Linked DNA regions of Mus musculus: all the other regions are linked to region 1. The links are chromatin contacts, called in public HiChIP or PLAC-seq maps. All regions are on one chromosome and are shown on one strand. Each heading gives the region's core, a stretch centred on a gene start, on an enhancer-like site or on the middle of the called end of the contact. The rest is flanking DNA. Distances are from core to core; before and after follow the strand shown.

What was found. HiChIP or PLAC-seq counts read pairs in DNA pulled down with a chosen protein or histone mark.
Region 2: an H3K27ac HiChIP or PLAC-seq map of microglia shows a contact between it and region 1, with 5 times the contacts expected there. The contact joins the promoter of Lrrc14b here to the promoter of Clptm1l in region 1. A contact is called at or near these places in 2 of 39 promoter capture datasets (maxillary cranial neural crest and pre-B cells), 1 of 484 Hi-C or Micro-C datasets (uterus) and 1 of 115 datasets of contacts at active chromatin or transcription factors (microglia).
Region 3: an H3K27ac HiChIP or PLAC-seq map of large pre-B cells shows a contact between it and region 1, with 2.7 times the contacts expected there. The contact joins the promoter of Ahrr here to the promoter of Clptm1l in region 1. A contact is called at or near these places in 2 of 115 datasets of contacts at active chromatin or transcription factors (large pre-B cells and pancreatic cancer cells).

The regions. Positions count from the first base shown.
Region 1 is chr13:73,602,473-73,605,384 of GRCm38.p6, reverse strand. Clptm1l (CLPTM1-like) reads right to left here and starts at 1,383. Exons shown (of 17, transcript NM_146047.2): 1 at 986-1,383; 2 at 355-455. The coding sequence starts at 1,147.
Region 2 is chr13:74,362,457-74,365,368 of GRCm38.p6, reverse strand. It overlaps Lrrc14b (leucine rich repeat containing 14B), which reads left to right and starts at 1,369. Exons shown (of 2, transcript NM_001033042.3): 1 at 1,369-2,296. The coding sequence starts at 1,410. It also overlaps a transcript of Ccdc127 not described here.
Region 3 is chr13:74,290,964-74,293,875 of GRCm38.p6, reverse strand. Ahrr (aryl-hydrocarbon receptor repressor) reads left to right here and starts at 1,545. Exons shown (of 11, transcript NM_009644.3): 1 at 1,545-1,645.

The sequences.
Region 1 (2,912 bases), core at 134-2,633:
ATATGTCAAATGCTAAGCCATGTTAATTCCCAAAAGTTACTGTATATAGCTGAGCATTGAGATTTATATTCTAATGCCAAAGGTCACTTACTTGTAAGTAACAAGTGAACTAACTACTCTTACTAGGTAGGCCAATGTATCATTCCTTGGGAGACTACATGGGCTGTAGTAAACCACGCTGCCCTTAGATTGCAGTAAAAGCTACTTGCTAAGTGACAAACACCTGTTACTTTCAGCTTGACTGTTTACACAGACCCTAGACAGGAGTGCTTCTATAGGATGTCCTCACTCTACATACAATGCTATCCATGACATCCTGGAACCCATCTCTGGCAATCTGTCCCACATCCACACCTTTCAAATTTGGAATCCACATCAAAGTCTTCCACGTTCAAGATCAGGTCCACATTGTTCTCTGCACCAAGGCTGGACCGTGTGGTGGTGTAAACACTCAGCTGGAAAGAGTGAGCAAGAATGAATAGCCAAAAGGTCCTGATAGAAAACATGTAACTATTGTGAGAGGGTAGCAATCTGAGGGCTACCTCTCAGAGGGTGAGCTTGGGCAAGATGGCCTGTGTGACACTGCTGTGAACAAGGAACCTAACTGTAGAGCTGACCTGTCCGGAATTCCCACTAGAAGCAGGAAGTGACACAGGTGATAAGAGGGCAGAGCTAGCAGCCTGACTCCCATATGGCTGGAGATCTCCTGTTAACTTCCACTGGGGTCCCGTTAGGAAACACGTGTAGGGCAACTGGATCTCAGTTATAATCGGGGTAGGGCAGAGCACCAAGGGGTAACAAGAGAGCAGCAGAGAACAGAGAAGTCTCAACTCCAGCTCTCACTGCCACCTAACCAGAACATTGGACAGTGACATCAGTGATAAGGGGCAAAACTGGTAGCCCGAAACCCTCTGACCAGTGCCAGTAGGGGGTGGGTGGTAGCACCCGGCCGGGAGGCGCCTTCTTAGGGCTCCCGGACGCTCACCTGCAGTTTGGGCCGCAGGGCCAGATAGGGCTGGATGCAGTTGGAGTCACCCGAGCACGGACGGGTATAGACGATACCGTACATGACCCAGCAGGTATGCACCACGTACACCAGGAACACGCCCACCACCAAGCTGGTAAAAGAGCTGCGGCCGCTCCACATGGCGCCGCAACCTGCGGGCCGAGCGCCGCCGCCGCCCGCCGCTCACGGGAGAGCCGCTGCGCGCCACCGCCACCGCCGCGGGGAAACCAACGCGCCTCGCGCGGGCCGCCGGCCGCCCCGCATGCTCCCGATAACCCACACCCGGCGCTGGGGGATTGGCCGGATTTGCCGGCCACCGCTTCCGGGAACCGAGCAGCTGGCGGAAGTGGACGCGCACGGCCCTCTGGGAGCCAGACGCTCCGCCACGCACTCGCAACCTCACGACGACCGCACGACCGGCGCGCGCGCGTGACGTCAGCCTCTTGCGCCGTACTCCCGGCATGCCTGTGGGAGCCCAGGTCCGCCACCAACCTTGGCGGCACCCGGTTCTTGGAAATTTTTTCTTTGCGTTGCTCTTCTTAAGGCCCTGTGCAGCCTTACGGCGGCGCCCCAGGATGATGGCGGGGACGACCCTGATCCTGGCTCTTCAAAGTCTAGGGGAGCGTCCAAAAGTTAAGAAAACACGGAGGAGACTCAGGAAACTCAAATACCGATTTCTCGGGTGTGAGGTTACTGTGTTGATAACATGCAGTTCAAGATGGCCAGAAAAGGTCAAAAAGAGTTTTTACAGGTCACTTGCCCCTTTTGTCAGAAGAATAAGTTCCTTTGCGGTAATATAAATCTTAATCCTGGCTAACATGCAAAGGTAGGTTATATCTCAAGAAGATCTTTTTCCCGGACTTCCCATTACTCATTCAGATAAAACCATCTGGGTTCTTAAATTTATTTATTCACTTTACATCCCGATGTCAGCCCCTACTCTCCTCTTATCCTCTCCCCTGTCCCCTCTCCCCTTCTCATCTCAGAAGGGGGTAGGCCACTCAGATAAACCATCGGAGTCCATTAATTGTTCACTTTACGTCCTGATGCCAGCCCCTACTCTCTTCCCTACTCCCTCTCCCCTTCTCTGAGAAGGGGAGGCTCCACTGGGTACCAACCCACCCCTGGCACATCAAGTCACTGCAGGACTGGCCACATTCTCTCCCACTGAGGCCAGACAAGGCAGCCTAGTTAGGGGAACGGGATCCACAGGTAGGCAACACTGGGACAGACCCGGGTCCATTTGTTGGGGAACTTGAATGAAGACCAAGCTGCACATCTGCTATATATGTGTTGGGGTGGGGTGTAGGTCCAGTCCATGTATGCTCTTTGGTTGGTGGTTTAGTCTTTGGGAGACCCCCAAGGGCCCAGGTTAGTTGACTCTGTTGGTCTTGTGGACTCCTGTCCCCCCCAGATCTCAATTCTTGCTCCAACTTTTCTATAAGACTCCCCAAGCTCTGTCTAATGTTTAGCTGTGGGTCTCTGTATCTGTTTCAGTCAGCTGCTGGGTAGAGCCTCTTAAGAGGACAGTTATGCTAGGCTCCTCTCTGCAAGAATAACAGAGTATCAGGTTCTTCTGGCCTTCATTTTAATCTTCTTAAATATTTCTTGGTTTAGGGTATACACAGTTTCTAGAGTGAAGTGGCCAGTGCTGTGACAGCCCAGGACGATGGCCTGCAGAGATCAAGCAAAAAATGATATTTCCTGTTTTCAGAAGCTTGTTGGCTGTTGGTGCTTTTCATTAGTGACCAGCTCCTTACTCTATGGTGGCCTCAGAAACTTAAGTTTTGGAGCTCATTGTTCTCAAAACGGCATTCTCATGTTTCTCACACGTGTAATCAGAAGTGTGATTGGGCATTTTCTAAAAATGGTGCTTTTAAATAGAAGGTTTCAGAAATGGAGCACC
Region 2 (2,912 bases), core at 120-2,619, 760 kb before region 1:
TGATTCATACAGTAGTGAATTTAGACATAGATCAGTAATAACCTAGCCACATGTACTTCAAAGTTTATTCCTTAAAGGATAGACATTTGGTATCACTGGTCTTGGGCTCTTATTTAGCAGACATGGTAATACTTCAGAGGCTAAGATTGGGGAGGGGGCAAGGGGTGACATTAGGGCAAAATCCTGTCATGGATTACCTTCCATATAGATCCTACCCACCTAGCAGTGCTTGGGGCTCCACCATGGCAACGCATTCCCATCTCTGCCGATGGCAGGGTCTCTGGGAGAGATAAAGCTCTGTATTAGGAGGGAAAAAAGTCACACAGGAAAACTGGGGTACACCTGAGGACAGGACACTTTCCTGGAATGGCCACTGTGCCTCTTACCTCTCTCTTTCTCTATTATGACTCTCCTATAAAGCTGGCACCACGGGAACCTATGAGCTGCCCATTCCAGGTGATAGGGATGATGAAAGTGCAGGATTTAACCACTCAATACCTACCTATGCTAGGGCTGTGAACCCACAGCCTATAGGTACCTATAGGTACCTGCATTTATTTGCAGCATCACCTTCACTAGCCCATCTCTCCCCACCCTTTTAAAATTAGTTTTCTCCAACTGAGTGTCACTGGAAATACATATCACATTTATTTTTAGATTTGTTTATTTATGTATATGAGTACACTGCCACTCTCTTCAGACACACCAGAAGTGGGCATGGGATTCCATTACAGATGGTCATGAACCACTATGTGGTTGCTGGGAATTGAACGCTGGAACTCTGGAAGAGCACTCAGTGCTCTTAACCACGGAGCCATCTCTCCAGGCCCAGTCCGTATTCTTTTTCGGTGAAATTGTTTCTCCCACTTCTGCAATGAAGGATCTTGGGGATAAAAGATGATGCAGCTTCATGGCCAGTATTCTTAAAAGAGTTGTCTGAGATATCTACCCCACATTCCTGGCCCTTGCATTCCTGACTCCTAGGTATTAGGAAAAAGACCCCCTAGGTATTACCCAAAGACCACTGTTTCATCCATCCAAGTGCAGTTCAGGATTTTGCTTCCCTCAGATCTTTTGACTGGGATAGGCCCCATCTGGGCAGAATATCCATTTGTATTGTAAGCCTTAGGCTACTTGTGCAAGTATCTAGAGCCTCTTAGTGGTCCCACTTCGGACAACAAAATCAAGCAGCTCTGCTTTCACCAGCAGGGTGCCATAAGACAGACAGATGCCTCCACAGTTACTGCCAAACTGGTACCTAAGGACCAAAATAGCAGTCAGATGACCACAAGGGCCAGTTTACCACTTTCTGGGCTTGAGTCCAGAAGCAGCAGCAGCTATAAATAGCCACAACACTCGCACACTTTGGGAAGAACATCGGGGACAGCGCCACTCTGACCAGGGGCACGATGAGGTCGCTTCGTTTCATTTCTGCTGAAGCGTTAGTGTCCCACTCCCAGCTGGTCCAGGAGAACCTGGACAATATAGCCTACAACCTCTACCCACTTCTGTTCAAGGCCAGTTACCTGCTAGAGCAGGCAGATGTAACCCGTGCTCTGCTGAGTCACTGGCCACTGGAGGAGTTCCGGCTGGCTGTGCTACTGAGGCCAAACACTGACCACCCTGAAGACCTGCGTGATCGTGCCTGCAAGGCCTGCCTGGAGGCCTGTATGCAGGGCATAGCTGACCATGTGCTGAAAAGTGGGAGCAACCGCCTTCGGGTAGCTGATTTCACCGGCATCCAGGACGTACAGGTGCAGCAATGTCCTTGTGGGAGGGCACTAGGAAGGTGGGGCCGTACCAAGGTGCTGGCCAGGACCTGCTGCCAGCTCCAAGGACAGCCCTGTTCAGCTGGGCACCCCATTGAAGTCTTTGCTGACCTCTTTGTCACAGAAGGCAACTTTGACATGGTGGTGCAGGCCCTGAAGCCATTAGGCCCAGCACCTCTGCAGGTCTGTTGCCCTTCACTCCGGGCAGACAGCCTGAGCCCTGGGCAGCTCCTACAAGTTCTTGGCCTGGCTGGGCCAGGCAACCTTAGAAAGTTGGAGGTAGTACACAATGTCCGGCTGCATGCTGGCCATGTGCAGCAGCTGCTGACCCAGGTGGGCTTCCCTCAGCTGACCTCACTCACCTTGCCCACCAAGGCCTTCGATGCTCCCCCAACTTGTGCCCCAGATCCAGAGGGCGAGGATCTTCTCCTTACCTCTATTGCCTGGGAGCTCAGCCAGATGAACCAGCTCACTGAGCTAAGTGTGGCTTTCTCTACACTCACTGGGAAGATCCAAACATTGCTTAGGTAAGTCTCAGAGAATTGGGTACAGGGCCTGGTAAAGTATTCTGGAGTCACTGAGGAACAGGGATAGGATCTGTTTACACAATGTTCTCTGGGAATGTGTTGGTCAGACCAGCAAGAGTTAAGAGCCATTAGGAAAGAATCAGAACACTGATCCAGTTTGGAAGACGCCTTTCAATGAACAAAAACTCGGCCATGGGGCTTGCCCATAATCCCAGTGCTTGAGGTCAGCTACAAAGAGAGGCTTATTTCAACAAACAAAAACAAACACAAGAGCTGAGGGTATAGGGTAGTTGAGTGATAAAGCACTAGCAGGGTTGTGCTGGAATGGCAGCTCTCATCCAGACAGACCACACCAGGCCAATGCAGTTCCATGTGGCAGAGGTTTATTGGGGTGGGTTGGGGTGGACAGAGACAAAGGGAGAAAAGAGAGAAAGAAGGGCCAAAGGTCAGGAAGGGTCTACCTTTTATTTAGGCTCACAGGTAAGGGTGGGAAATGGACTCTGGGAATGTGATTGCCATGGTAACAGATGTGCATGTCTCTGTTCCCTATGGGTGACATCACTGGGTTCAGAGGCAATCTGGCAAGCTGGTTCCTGATACCAACGAGCAGGACCCT
Region 3 (2,912 bases), core at 296-2,795, 690 kb before region 1:
GCCAGTGCCCCCCCCCCATCACCAGGTTATGCAGAGCAGAACCTCTCTCAGATACCATCACCACCTCATTATCACTGCAGTGATGGTGTTTGAGAGATACACAAGAATCACAAACTATGAAAATTAAAAACAAATTTACAATAACTTCAGTTCTAACAGACCAAGTTTTTCTAGGCATAGTTTACATTAAAAAAAAAACAGATTAAAATACAATTAATCATTTTTTTTAAAAAAACTGTGGTAGTGAGCCAGGTGGTGACGGCACACGCCTTTAATCCCAACACTCAGGAGACAGGCAGGTGGATCTCTGAGTTCTAGGAAAGCCAGAGTTACACTGAGAAACTCTATCTAGAAACAAACAAGCAAGCAAACAAACAAAACCAAAAATAAACAAAAAACATGGTAGTGTAGGTGCACGTTGTCTGATACAAAAACCCAATATAAATACATTTATCCAACCATTATTGCTGAGCCTCTGTTGTCTGCCACGCAGAGTTGTTTACAAAATAGAGAACAGAACTGCCCTTATGTTTCCAGATTCTCTGACAAAACTCGCGAACTAGTTGTTCACGTTCAGAGCTGTGCACAGAAGAGGCAAAGTACCTTTTACTTCTGAGATCCCAGGGCTGGTCCCTTGTTCCCTTGTAGGGAAGAGAATGCCTTCAGAACAAACAGCCAGTTCAAATCTAAGGAGCAGAAGCAAGCAAGGGTACTTTGGAGGAACCCTAGCCAATGGACAGTGTGATACTCGGGTGCTTCCCAAGAGCCTGAAACGTGGGCAGGGTCAAAATCAGGACTGGGTGCCTAGGTGGAAGGTGGGAGGGACTGGATGAGGGGTGGGACATGGAGAGCAGACTGCCCACACGAAGAACTTCAGAGATTCCAGGAGTCTCTGAACCTTGTGCTTGTTAGTAAGAGTCACGATGCCTAGGCCAGGCGGGACAGCCGAATAGGTATGTTTAGGGCTGAGCCTATCCACCATGTGGTGTCCTGAAAAGCTTAGACGAGAATGTCCCCTGAAAGACCCCAATGTACCTAATATTTCTCATTCTTGGTAAATTCTGTGTCAGAAAGTAGCAAACTAATACTTTATGCTTTGCAAAGTATAAACATACTGTATCTTTAATCTTTTTTATTTTCCAAACAACTCTATAGCGCAAGAAAGGAGGAACACGCTAAGTCTTGGTTACCTATTCTGATCTCATTCTCTGGCCCCAGGGGCCAAGGGGCCCCAACCCACAGCTCCGCAAAAGGAAGGACTCCCTGGATTTTCTTAGGACCAGGTGGGATTTGGTGCACAAACTGGAGGCTTGCTCTGGGATCTCCAAAGGCCCGGGTAAAAACATATTTAGGCACAAAGATCACGGGTACCCGAAGAGCAAGCGGTGACACCCTATCCAGGCACTCAGACCCGGGGACCCTAAATATTGAAAGGGCGCGTGGCAGGCAGGGACAAGGATGTGCGTGCGCCCTCTGCCGCTTTTCCCTTGCGTCTGCCGCTTCGGGCGGGGCGGCTCGCGTGCTGGGGTGGGGCTTTCCTTCTCTAGTCTGAGGCCAGGTCCCAGAGATGAGAGAGCTGACAGCTCCTGGCCTCCGCGGCTCCCTCAGCGGGCGCGCCCGATCTTCTGCGCCCCGCCTGCCCCGGGTAAGTACTCTTGGACTTCACGGGGCTCTCTGGTCTTTGCCTCTGCTGTAGCCACTCTGAGATTGTCCAGCTTGGTCTGGGGCCCCTTCTGCTACACATTTTTGCATCTGGAGGGTCCAGAATTGCTGAAAGTGATGGGCACTCCAGGGGCTTCTCTCTTGGCATCAGACCTTTGAGGGAAGCCAGTCAGGTTCTTCAGTTTTGAGGAGTCAGTTTTCTCTTGACTTGGGTATCCTGTCCCCAAACTCCTTCACTCCCGAAAATGAGCCAGGGAATACCTGTCCCGCATTGGAGAGTCCTTTTGCCTTGGACCTAATGTCTTTTAGAAGTTTTTTGCAGATGATGGCAAGGGGGCTCCTCACAGGCCGCCTTAGCTATCCCTGGGACTGGAGCACCACGGGCACAGCCAGCGAAAGTGGCGCAGTAGCAAGCCCTTTCATGGAGATCAGAGGGCAGTAACAAGGGATTCACGCTTTGGAGGGACTTCCACCATTCCGGGAATTGTCCAATTAGTGGCACCAGAAATATTTGCCTTCTCCAATTTTGAGAAGCAGAAAATTACGGTGTATGGCTTCTTTCAGAAAGAGACAGGACCCTGGTGTTGCTGAAAATCTTAGTGGTACAAACCCTGGAGTCCTCGGCCTTGTGTTGCTTCCCCAGTCCCAGTTGGAGAGCTCTCTCTATTGGGGACAACTCTCGTTCCCCTCCCGGGGCTTCTCCTGGAAGGAGGTTCAGGCTTTGCACAGTTCTAGTACAAGGGTCCCCCCACCCTCCAAAAGGTCTATTTTTTGCAGCTGTTTCTACGGTTTGGATTCATGAGATCTTTCTCACTTTGGCTACCCTTGTCCGGGGTGCGAGGTGTAACTTGGCTCCTCAGGACTGTATCCAGCTAAACTTAGAGGCTCAACTCTAGGAGAAGCTTATGTGTACACCTTGGGTGATACCCCAGAGCTTGGGGGTACTGTACAGTGTAATTTAACTTCTCCTAGCCTGATCAAGGAACTCATAGTAGGAGACACTCTAGGCCTCAGAGTCTGGTTCACTTTTGCCCATCATGGGGAGTGGCCTGCCTTGGTATGAGACCCTGACGCAGTGAGCAGTGGCTGTCTTTTTTCATGAGCAGGGGCATGGCCAAGTGCTGATTATTCCAGACTAGGATACCTACTGAGCTAATCCAGCAGCCCTGTGAGGTGTCTATTGCCAACCATCTGATGATATTGTAATAGACCATTTGACTGTGTCTGTGCAGAACTGGCAGTATTTGTGT